2 separate regions of the Danio rerio genome follow, and region 2 is linked to region 1. Evidence: chromatin contacts called from public Hi-C data. All regions are on one chromosome and are shown on one strand. Each heading gives the region's core, a stretch centred on a gene start, on an enhancer-like site or on the middle of the called end of the contact. The rest is flanking DNA. Distances are from core to core; before and after follow the strand shown. Region 1 overlaps frmd4a (FERM domain containing 4A). Region 2 has its middle 67 kb from the start of impdh1a.

The links. Hi-C and Micro-C count contacts between places; a contact is called where the count stands out from the background.
Region 2: a contact with region 1 is called in a Hi-C map of embryo, with 2.4 times the contacts expected there. The contact joins two enhancer-like sites. A contact is called at or near these places in 4 of 18 Hi-C or Micro-C datasets (caudal fin, embryo, hematopoietic stem cells and 1 more).

Annotation. Positions count from the first base shown.
Region 1 is chr18:9,774,194-9,780,584 of GRCz12tu, reverse strand. It overlaps frmd4a (FERM domain containing 4A), which reads left to right. Exons shown (of 22, transcript NM_001128535.1): 4 at 1,205-1,289; 5 at 4,110-4,166. Among named protein-coding and RNA genes, the nearest start is that of frmd4a, 29 kb to the left of the region's middle. Within about 2 kb of position 1,339, at least 4 of the 62 cell types and tissues checked have an H3K27ac peak or open chromatin away from gene starts, as enhancers often do.
Region 2 is chr18:9,969,283-9,976,098 of GRCz12tu, reverse strand. It overlaps a transcript of frmd4a not described here. Among named protein-coding and RNA genes, the nearest start is that of impdh1a, 67 kb to the left of the region's middle. Within about 2 kb of position 1,903, at least 9 of the 62 cell types and tissues checked have an H3K27ac peak or open chromatin away from gene starts, as enhancers often do.

The sequences.
Region 1 (6,391 bases), core at 90-2,589:
ATAGTTCTGTGAGTAAAATCTCATTTTAATTTAAAGGGACAGTCACCAAAACGGATCAATTTGGATCAAAGCCTAAAAGGGGCAGTTTCACAGAGATAAAAATATTATTTGTGGGGAATTTTGATCTTCACATACACACTCAGAGACTTATTTTACGAATTGTAAAAGAGGCATGATAGCTCCCCTTTAAACAGCCAGCCATTGATTCAAAGTATGTGTCTTTGTGTATCGAGTACCATATAGGGTTCATTTTAAGTCCAGTGCATGGCTTATATACAGTATGTTTAAGGCTATCTGTACATATATGTGTTGACATGCATGTCTGTAATTGTTCATGTGTGAATTCCACGGCTTTAACAGAAAGGAAAAGCGCCTTGCTGAGAGCACTTGTTTATTTATGCTGATTTTGAGACGATTACTTATTTATGTGTTTGTTTGCAGTTGTACTTGCTGCTAACTCAAATCTGAGTGCCAAATGAAGCTTGTAAAATGGAAATTGTTTTCTTTTTGCGGCTTTTGACAGGGATATGACAGTAAGAGGATATTGGGAGTGTTTATAATGCCCTCTAGCGACTGCTTTATGAATCTGCATCCATAGTCTAGTGCAGATATGCCCAAACAAGGGCCAGCAGACCAAAGTTGGCCCCATGGTAACCTTTAATTTGACCCGCCACTTCAACAGAGCTTGTTATTTCTAGTTTTAGTGTAATTTTTTGGTTTGTTTAATTGTTGAGATACAAAAAAGCAAATTAAATTAAATGTTTCAATTAAATGTCTTCCATGAAGATGTGAGGATCCTTGATAAGCAAATCATCTGCATTCAATATATTCAGTGTTGAACACTACTGCGTTACGAATGGGACTGTTTTAATGTAAGAAGTTCATTATGAAATCTAATTACATAATTATTAATCAATCAAAGTATTTTTTCAATTTGTTTTCAAATATTTATAAATTAGGACATTACTGACTACTTTAATGTAATAGTTTGGTTTAACTTGTGTCTTTCAGTGAGCTCATTGAAACTGTGTAAATGGTTGATGAAGTGCAATTAGAATTGATTACTTGTACTGAAAACCTTTAAATCATATTCATAATAACCTGTGATTGGTTGTTTTAGTCAGTGAATTGGTTATATTATTTAAGTGACTACTTCTGTTTTTACTTTGCCATTGTGTTGATGTATACGTTTCCTCTTTTGCAGGTTCTACATTGAAAGCATCTCTTACCTTAAGGATAATGCCACAATCGAGCTGTTCTTCCTCAATGCAAAGTCTTGCATCTATAAGGTACGTGTTTATCACTGGTCTACCACTAGAGAGCAGTATTAGCTACTGCCCCTTTGCTTCCTTGAGGTCTGGATGCAGACTTGGTGCATTTGCAAGCTGAGTTGCCTTTTTATGCCCACACCTAACTCCAATCCTAACCGCAACCCTCACAGTGACGTCATCAGCACCGTTGAGTGCATGGTGTCTGACATTGCAAGTGTGAGATATGCAGTGTCAGCTTGCAAATCCAAGTCTGCATCCAGGTACTATTGCTTTGGTCCTAAAATTCCAAATAATTATACAAATAAAACAACAATTGATGTGTGCCAAAGAGATGTAATAAATTAATAAAAGCATATGAATGAGTGTAAATATAAGCATCGTCATATGTGTTAAGGATCATTTGTATAGTAAAATATTAGCTAACCGAGCTGATTTTATATCCAAACATTACTCCTAGACAAAGGCTTCTTGAAATAATTAGTTTATACATATTATTTATATTAAAACTATATATATATATATATATATATATATATATATATATATATATATATGTAAATATGTCAGTCATGATTTTGCCAAGCACGATGTGATCCTAGCTGGATTAACATCTATATTGATCCTGGACCATCATTTTTGTTGTAAAATGTGATCCATACCTATTCCCTACCCCTAAACCCAACCATATTTGTAAATTATTCCCAAAAGCAGAGGGCAAAAATAGTTGGATAACAATTGTGTAGAAGTGCATAACCCTAACCAAATGCCTAAACTTAACATAAACAGTAAATGTATCCCTTAATTCTGATTGGCTGATTGGAATGTTGTCCCAGGATCAACATAGATGTTTATCCAGGAAAAGGTCCAAATTAGTGAAATCAGCTTGGCGTACATGTAAATATGTAGTGGGTGAGTTGTGCAGCATGGTGCATTACTAATCATAACTAGTATTGTAACTTCTGTCCCCACATCAGGAAATGATTTCTGACTGATCATGTGACACTGATGAATAAAGCTAAAAATGCTTAAAAATAATGATGATAATAATAATAATAATAATAATAATAATAATATTATTATTATTATTATTTTTATAAAACAGATTTTTTGTATTTTAAAATATATTCATTGTATTTTAAAATGCATGAAAGGTGCAGTAGATGATTGTCTTCAGAAACATCTAGTGTCGTGCTGTTTGAAAGTCTCTTCACATTCCATTAGTAATGATTAAAGTAAATGATCTAAATTTTATTATATTTATTTTTATATTCTGCACAAGGCATAAAACTAAAAAATGTTTATCCAATTAAATATTGTCGGACCGACATTACGACAGGTATCTCAAACTGTCTGTCAACAGAATTTGAATTTCTGCGCAGCCTCTTTAAGCAGACAGATAAGACACTCGCACACACACGTAAAGCACAGAACTATTGCTGACAGAGAGATGTCATTAGGCAAACTCTGCATCAATCTGAAATTCTTTCTGAAAGACCAACATAGCCTTGTATGCATGAAAAGAAAGATTGTTTCTGAAAGGGCTTCTGCCAAAAGTGCAGAATCAAAACTTTTCTAAACCCTGAATTAATATCTGAGTTACTTTTGCATGCTAGAGGGTAATCACGTTATGCAACGATCAGAAGGGTGACACCACAGCTGTCCTGCGCTCACTGACTGCATCGTGTCCCCCATTTTACTAGGGGATTAGGATTCACACAGACCACATGTTAAGCGCCCCCTGCTGGCCTCGCAAACACCACTTCCAACAGCAACCTAGTTTTCCCATGTGGTCTCCCATCCAGGTACTGACCAGGCTCAGCCCTGCTTAGCTTCAGTGAGTAACTGGTCTTGGCCTACAGGGTGATATGGCAGTGGTCTACTCTGGGTTTACTCCCCTCATATCTCCAAACTTACATTTGTAAAAAAAACTGTCTCTATCTATAGCCTTCAGTTTCAGGAAGTTTATTTATTGTCTTTACCAGTGGTGCGTAACGTCAAACATAGTTGCAGTTTAAAGAGTTGGTTTCAACTCAGGCTCTTAAAAAGATTTAATATGATTTGGAGTTTGAAACATTGACCTGTAGATGTTCAGAATAGTTTTGAACTGTCATTGTATGTGTGTTTTGATGGATAAGTGATGTTACCTGTTATTTGTTTGTTTATTAAACCCATGCTTACTGTCTTATCTTTGCCAGGAGACTTTTGTAGAAGAGATTTCTAATCTTAATGTGCTTTTCCTGGTGAAATAAAGGTTATAATAATATTAATAATAATCAGAATTTCTGCTATTTCATTTTTTCATCTTCTTTTTATAGTTTCCTTTTTCTAAAAACATTTGATATTTTTGTATGGGTGTTTGACTGGTCACATACCACACATTCCCACCATGAGCTCATTGCTTACAATTTAATTTTTCGTGTGTGTGTGTGTGTGTGTGTGCGCGCGTGTGTGTGTGTGTGTGTGTGTGTGTGTGTGTGTGTGTCTGTCTGTCTGTCTGTCTGTCTGTGTGTGTGTGTGTGTGTGTGACATTCCTGAAATTCTTATACTCAGCAAAGCTAATGAATCGCTCCATTTGACTTGGTCATTAAAGAAAAACGGACCCCCTACACTTCAATAACCCCCTCACCTAAAACCCATGTGTGCTTATGTGGCTTTGTCCTCCTATTGATTACACAGGAAATAGCTGGAGTGACATAGATAGACCCTTCAGTGATAAGTCAGCAGATCAGCTCATTAAAAGACGAGAGAGATAAGATAAGGGACAGATTAATGAAGATGTCCTGTCTGCTGTGATCCCCAACCTCTTTATTTAATCATTTAATTATTTATTTTTTACAGGAGCTCATAGAAGTGGACAGCGAGGTGGTGTTTGAACTAGCATCCTACATCTTACAGGTAAAATCTATTAGCATTTCTGCCCACCTACAGTTGAAGAATGATTAGCCCTCCTGTATATTTTTTCCCCCAATTTCTGTTTATTGTAGAGAGGATTTTTTCAACACATTTCTAAACATAATAGTTTAAATAACTCATTTCTAATAACTGATTTTTTAAAATCTTTGCCATGATGACAGCACATAATATTTTACTAGATATTTTACTAGTATTCAGCTTAAAATGACATTTAAAGGTTAAAAAGACCCAGTGAAGGACTTACAAACTGCCAAGAAATGGATACGCAATGCATTTGTCAACAAATCAGGTGAATCCAGCATGTCTGAAGATCAACTGCTGGAGATCAAAAATGACGATATTGCGTCTTTTCCGCTCACAAGTCTGTTATTTCCAATCAAAGTCTCTTTAAGGGGAGTAATTTACTTGGCAGCCATCTTGTTGGGGCATTCTGTCTGAATGGGGAAACATCAAACTCTCCAAAACTGTTTGCCAAGCTTACGATTACAGTAAATACAGTATTTGGAATCACCAATAAAATTAAACAACATCTGTCTCATAAGTTTAGCTTCTAAACGTTCAAATCAAAATAGGCATATTTTCAGGTTACGTGAGCTAATGAGCATGCGCACCCGTAATGAACAAGATCACAACACCAACCTCATTAATGGCAGTGGTATACATTATCATCCTCTGGATAATGATCGTCTGGTCGCACTGGTCTTCTGAAGTAATTTACAACTCGTCTTGATGGCGATTCTCCTCCAGAAATGACAGCGACGCTTTGTTTACAAATTTGTTGGTGATTTATTAGTTGCTGCTGTCATGTGATGTGCGTTTGACAAGATGGACTGTACCCCGCCTTCATTTCATATTTCATGCAGATTACAAAAGTAAAAACCTACGTGTTGTTTTTTTTTTTATTTAAAAGCACAGAGTTCAAACTTTATATGGATGTTTTTTTATGTCTGTGAAGCAGGTATTCGCAGAGATTCCAGTTTGTTTGTTGATCACCAAACTGTCGTAAAAACAGTTAGTTTCCCCCAGAGAAAAGTCAGTCTATAAAGCTTGATGATTGGCTCCTGTACTAGTACACAGCAAAATCCTCTGGGTAAAATTTACTCAGTTTAGAAAGTATTTGGTCCCTCTTTGAATTTAGTTAATGTTACTTAGGTTAATGAAACATTGAAAGCATTGAGTAAGTGATGATTGAGGACTGATGATGAACACCTGTCGTTATTAAGCAGAAACACAGAAGAGAAACACAAAACTACAACTGACTTCACATGAAATCACAGCCTTAGATGAAATCAGCTGAAATATAATACACTGAATCTCTCAAAATCTCAGCAGAAGATCAACTGGATCAATAAGCAACTCCACAAATTACTAACGTTACTTACTATAAAGTAAGATAAAGTTTGCCTTACTATAAAGAGGGAAAAAATACTCTCTGAACTGAGTAGATTTTACTCATTGGATTATGCTGTGTAGACGGGGCTTCATTCACCATGTTGACACTTTTCCCTATTCAAAACTTTCTTGTGTATTTTATAGTCTTTGTCTAAACTTTTCAGAATGCCGCGAGTCGCGTAACAAGGATATGAATAAGAATATACAGTGCTCAGCATAATTGAGTACACCACATTTTGAAAATTAATATTTCTATCCATTTCTCAGTGAATATAGGCAATGTATTTTGGTGCATTTAAAACAAAACAGGTTTATTAAACAGATATATTTATTAAAATATTATTTTAGTCACAGAACATCTTTAGAAATTGAAAGATAATATAATTAAATTCAAGCAAAATATTGAAAAAAAAAAGTTTTTTGCTTCTTGATTTTTTATCTTTTTTAAAATTTGCATTTATATTTTTCTCTAACATATAAATTTGGGTGTACGTAAGTTTTTTTTTTAGATAAGCTCCAGATTTGGCCTTAGTATTGACTAATCTAATGTATATGCAAAAATATAATATATATAACTTCCTATTAAAAATATGAACTTAAAAGATAGATTTGTGAGGGGTGTTCTTATATATGCTGAGCACTGTACATATTCAGACAAACACAGAATGACCAAACACTGCAGTGCTTTTAAATTTTTTTAAAGATAAAACTTATTAAAGTTGCAGCAATAATTTTTTCATCATCTGAGAAAACGGTTGATGGTTGCCTAGCAATCTACATACACCAGCCACTTTGGGTGGTGGTAAAATTGTCAA
Region 2 (6,816 bases), core at 654-3,153, 190 kb before region 1:
TCACTCTGTGGGATAACAGTAATCTCTCCATTATGGGAGGGGATGGTTTTCTATTAATTGAATCCTGTGGTACTCGGAGAGAGGAGCAGATGACGCAACATGTTGAAGTTCTGTCTTCTCACTTGTACATTCATGCAGAGACTCACCATGTGTCGGTTCTACAGGGGACAGAAATCAAGTCTTGAGCCCAATAAGTCACAGTTTGAGTTTTGTTCTCATGGTTTAACAGTGATTTTTTTTTATAATAGTCTTGCTTTAAGACCCAGATTTCCATTACATTCTGTGCAGTACCGAAGTGTCACTTTATTTTAGTGTCAAAAAGGAAACCAGTGTTCTTAAAAAATAGGTGAATAAAAATATATTTACTTTTTAGATCTCAAAGGTTTAAGTGCAAATACTTTTCTAGATTATTCATTTGACTAAGACTGGAAATTTATTTAAATAATTAAAATTTAATTGATTTTGATTGATTTTGTGAATTAGAATTTTATTTATTTCAATCACATTTTAGATTATTTGCTATGTTGTTTGATCATATTTTGTATTAAATGCTTTATTCTTATACTTTTGTTTCAAATTATATTTGCATTTTTAAAATGTGACTTCTACTCCAAAAATCCCATAGACCTTTTAGCACTCCCTAAATCCCAGATAGAAAACCTTCTCTATAATCCATCGTTCATCTAGATCAATGGTTCTCAAACTGTGGTACGTGTAAGAGTGGTACGCGGGCTTCCTTTTAGTTGTACGTGGAGGAATATGTCATATATCCATGCAAAATATATTTTAAAAACTTTTATTACAAATTATTTATATATGAATATGATTACTATATTTATGAGGTCCAAGCAACGTATCCAGGTTTTGATGAATAGTCGACTATATGTTAACACATTACATTTAAGTCCAAGAGTGTTTTTTTTTTTTTTCAAACTATAGACTTCCATTTTAATTTAACTTTTAAATTAATGTTGACATTTTATTTTGTTAGTTTTTTACCTGTAAGCACAGGGCAGTGTTAATGTTCAAACTATTTATAATGTTTAAAGTGGCTGACAATAATAAATATTCTTAATAATAGGAATTAATCTGCCTGTTTTTTGAACTGTGCAGAGCTGTAGCTGCTTAATTAGGCCTACTACGCTACTGTATTTCAATACTGTTTATTATGGTGGTACTTGGAGAGACAATTTTTTTCTGAGGTCGTACTTGATGACAAAAGTTTGAGAACCGCTGATCTAGATTAATACATGTAAGTGTAATTGGCCATCAAAGGTAAAATTTAACACCTAATTTTACCTTCCTAATCAGATATTTATTTGCATTCAGCCTTTGCATGCCCTCTATTTGGGCATCGCAACCCACTACTTTATTCACAGTGCGTAAGAAATGACTGCATCTGATGATGTTATTGAATACAGTGATGACGTAAATGGTGGATGCAGCACAGATAGATTTCGAGCCTTGGAAATGGGCAGAATAGCCTGAAAAATCATGTTTTGCCATTAGCTGTATGAATGGACGTCACACAGAGCAGAAACTGGCTGGCTGTCCTTCTTTTTGTTTGTGCTTATGTGTGTGTGTGTGTGTGTTTGCATGTTTGCCCTGGCACTGGAGGCGGGAGAGAGACGGAGATCAGAGATGACGGACAGACCGCACTGTCCCGCTTCCCGCTTGTTTCCTGCTGTCTCCCACCCCCACTGAACCAAAAAAACAACAACAGCAACAACAACAACAAAAAAAAAACGCAGTGAGGAGCGAAGAAGAAACACAGATGCAGCCATCACTGCTTGCCGTCTGGAAAGCCAGGCAGGGGTTGCCCTTGACGACAGTTGCTAGGCGACTGCAGAGCGAGTGACTTCATACTTTAGTGTTTGCAGGGTCTCCTTCACACAAATGCAAGTCCTGCTTTACTGGGGCTTTTCATCACCTATAATGATATATGAAAGCAAGACCTGCAGGAACACAATGCGATTGTAAAAGTGCAGTGAGATTGTAAAAAAGCAATGAAAGAACTTAAGTGAGTCACACTCCATAACAATGAGGTGACGCCTTTTTCTTTTATGATATGTTGGAAACTTGAAAGTTTGTGTCTTCCGATTTGAACATAGAACTGCAATATTGGCTGGTTTTAGCTGGTTGACCAGGCTGGTTTTAGAGGGGTTTTGGCCATTTCCAGGCTGGTTTCCAGCCATTTCCAGCCTGGTCTTTGCTGGTCAGGCTGGAAAATGACCAGCTAAATCCAGCTAAAACCAGCTTGACCAGCCTGGTTTAAGCTGGATATAGCTGGTTTTGGCTGGACTCCCAGCTTGGCTAGGCTGGTCAAGCTGGTTTTAGCTGGTCATCTCCCAGCCTGACCAGCTAAGACCAGGCTGTAAATGGCTGGAAACCAGCCTGGAAGTGGCCAAAACCCCTCTAAAACCAGCCTGGTCGACCAGCTAAAACCAGCCAACCAGCCTAGGCTGGTTTAAGCTGAATTTTTCAGCAGGGATAATTATATATATTTATATTTTCACATATTATCAAAATATATCTATACTGTATATATCATCAATGAATAGTTGTTTCACTGTTGACCCACCTAAAACTATTGTATAAAATTATCATCATCAAAATAAGTTCTCTATCACCAATCCACCTAAAAATGATTGCTTAAAAATTATTACAGAAAATGTGCAGCTGCCAACCAGAAAATCCTATAATTGTCCCTGTGCTTTAGTTAAAATGATGAGAGATTGAGACTGGTAGAAGCTGAGAGCAAAGCAAACAGCATCTCCATTGTGCATTTACTCAGAGCCATCAGGGATATGAATGAATGACCAAAGTTGTGCAGGGATTTCATCATGAACTTCCAATCGATTTGCTAGTTCATACATGTGTGCTCCACATATTCCACACGTGTTTGTTTGTGTTTGTATGTATGTATGTGTGTGTGTGTGTGTTTGTGTGTGTGTGTGTGTGTGTGTGTGGGGAGCAAGAGCAGACATGTTAATGCTCTTCAAACAAGCCCAATGCCGTGCAGTTATCAATAACACACACACACACACACACACGCACACACAAACACACACGTGCAGCCCTGAGGGTGTGAATCTGCTCAGAGATAATATGACAGGTCTGCTGTGCTCGTCATTGATCCTCACTTTAACGCATCGATTCTGCCACAGCCTATTGTTGTCAATGGTTGCTATGGCGACTGAGCTGCTCATGCACGTTTTCTTTGTAGATTTAAAGGTGCCATATAGTGAAAATCTGGATATACCTAGACATAGTTGACCATTCAGTACATGGAAATGGCATACCATGAGCAGGGCTGGGGGATTTTACTATTCAAATAGTTTTAATAGTCAAAACAAAAATATTTAAACAACACATCTGATCTCTTTATAATTAAATAAACATAAGTGTTTAAGAGATTCTTAAACTTGATCAATAAAATGTTTCAAAGTGTGTCCAATGGTAAAGGTAGATCAACATCTGTCAGGTGTCAATAATAATTATACAGTAAACCTCAAACTTTGTAAACAAAACAAATTATGATAACCAAATCTGAGCTTTCGAGTAAAATAACTTACCATCATTATTCAAATACACTATGCAACATTACAAATTGGGAAGTTGAATGACTACATTACCCCCTATGCTGAGAAATCTTTCAGATGGGGAGCTAGTGGATGGTACGCACAAGAAAAGAAACCAAAAAGCCACTCTGGCGACATCTTTACATTCTTTTTTATCTACAATCGCTTCACTGCTGCCATACGGCACTCATATTCATGTGTATTGTTATTCTGACCTGAAGTGACAAGCACGAGAGCGTGGTTTGGAAAAGTTCCGATGTTTTTCAACTAGGCACTCTTGGAAAATGCGTGCGCGTCACGTGTGCGCCACTTGCACACCACTCCAAGCTGTGCGCTCATTTCATAATAGCGATTCATAACGAAACTTCATACCAAACTTTTTTTTATTGTTATTGACAATAGTGTTCTGTCAATAAATGCCGATACCAATTTTATCGCCCAGCCCTAACCAGTAGTATCAAACACCATTGTTTCCTCATTCTCATTAAATCTATTACGATTTTTAAAGTTAGTTTCAGTCTGTTAGTTTTAAGGTTATCTATAAGCTAGTGTGTTCCCAATCAGTGACAACAATCGCCATTAGAAAACATAAAACTAATATAAACATGTAATGCTTGCAGTTTGTCACTTCCGCCTACATAGATCAACGATTTTTTTTTTTATCTCACCTCATACTTCAATTTCTCATTGAATCTTGACCAATCAAATGCTCTCTAGAATCTGGCATGCCCCGCTCCCTTCAAGAAGCTTCTCATTTGATGTGCTTGATCTCTGCTGCTCTCACTGGCAGAGCTGTGGTAAAAAAAATAATCTCTAGTTGGCTGTTTTTGTAAAGGGGAGGAGCTACTCTATGTCCCACCTTCTCTACATTTTTCTGTTTCATTACATCAAACATCGAATAACAATTGCACATTTCAAAGCACCTCACAAGACCTTTAAGTGTAAATTCCCAATGAAAAACAGGCAGATCGAAACAAAACATAGACTGTTACATCACACATGGGAGCATTAATATACACGTCCCAGCCTGCGTTTGATTGGCCAAAAGTTTGCTAGTGAGACTACAACAATGATCCTTTTCTTTGCTTATTTGTAAGTTTATTCATTCATTCATTTTTTTTAGCTTAGTCCCTTTATTAATCAGGGGTCACCACAACAGAATGAACTTATCCAGCATATGTTTTACACAGTGGATGTCCTTTAAGCTGCAACCCAGTCCTGGAAAACATCCATGCACACTCATTCACACACATACTCTAAACTCCAATTTAGTTTATTCAATTCACCTATAGTGCATGGACTGTAGGGTAAACCAGAGCACCCGGAGGAAACCCACCCTAACACGGGAAGGAAATGCAAACTCCACACAGAAATGCCAACTGACCCAGCTGGGACTGATGACCTTCATGGCCAATCAATTCTGTTGAGCATGTGAACACAATGGCAAATCAGCGCTGTTTAAGAACACACTCAACAGCGCTCAAATGTTAGCAGGAAATGGACGTTTTTAACATTCCAATGTCGATTGGTACCGAATTTCTGTATCGTGACAACCCTGCTTCTTACGTCTTTATTTTATGCCACCCCGACGATGCTTTAGGCCGAAGTTTGAAGTTACTTTCTTCTGTTGAACACAAAAGAAAATGTTTTGAAGAATGTTGAATCATTGGTTTTATTTGATTTTTTTAATAGAAGTCAATGGTTACCGGTTTCCAGCATTCTTCAAAATATCTTCTTTTGTCTTCAACAGAAAAAAGAAACTTATAAAGTTCTGTAACCACTTGAGGATGAGTAAATTGTGAGTCATTTATTTATTACTTTATTTATTGGGGTGAACTATCGCTTTAATAGGAATTCTCTATCAGTGGAAGCAAAATTAATTACGCTCTTTCCAGTCGTACAAACACACCTAAACCGTCATCCACAATGAATTAATAAAAAAGTATAATTCCTGTTGAGAGCTTCAGCCCGGATGGAAACAGTCTTTAAAATGATTGGCCTGATGAATTCTTAATTGCTTCATTTTAGCTTATGTTAATGGCGACTAATTGATGATTACAGCCATTAGTCCAAAGCCGTCCCACTGTGAAGCCTGTTTCTCTGTTGTTTCCAGGGGGCGAAGAGCCATTAGCGGGATCCTAGCGCTCTATAGATCCTAATGAAAGCCTTTAGCAGACACACTTAGAGAAAATTATACTCCAGCCTGGATCTGCTTTGATATTAGAGTCAATATTTACACAGAGTCACAATGTTCAGCCCTCTATTGCCATGTCATGAGGTAATGGTTCATCTTTTGTGTCTTTCATATAGGGCTCGGGGTGTAGTGCTTTAAGCAAATATGTGTGATATGTCAACACTGATGGACTATGTGTACTGATTTGTCTTTATAGATGGGGTAAACACTTGCCTGGCACAAGTAAAAAATAAATAAATAAATTATCTCTGCCCAATAGCTTCATTATATATTTTTGTAATCCTAATTTGGAAGGTGAATATTTGACCATTATGCCCCATTCACATGGGGCGTCAGCGTCAATGCCTCCCATTCACTTTGAATGGGTCACGTCAAGCATGCCGAACTGAACTGTGTGTCAGTCTGCACCGCTTTAGTGGCGTTGCTTGCTGCAGAAGGTGGACATTTCTCAACATTTCAAGCACCAATTAAAGTGTCAGCCAATCGATCGTTTTATGCAAATTCCACAGCTCAGACAGTAGCCGATTGAGCACTTGTTTCATCAGCCCCAACTTTAGACACGCCCTCCGTCAAGAGTTGACTCTGAAGCCCTGTGTGAATCGGGCAATAACCCTCTCGAGGCAGGCGTTGCAGATTTGCAACAGTTAAAAATTAACTACATTATTACTCCAGATACATATTTTATGAGTTTTTTTACTCAGAAGTACCACTGCAGGGCTTGGTTGTCCATTAGCAACAAACAGTTTCCCCACTTACTCACCAGATGACACAAAAGTTTCTTGGAGTACCACATGACAAAGTGACTTGGAAACATGACCTACTCAGTGAGGATTTGAGATATTGGATTTGGATCCCATATTGCCACTGAAAAACTATTTGTTACATTGTTTGTATATAAAAAGTTATTGTTCATATCATATTCAGTCATCAGTGTCTAATTACCACACTGGGCCAATGTTGCAAATCTGCAACATCCCAGAATGCCTTGCATGTGAAGGTCTCTCTAAAAAAAAGTCAGGATTCTATTGTACTACCCCTATA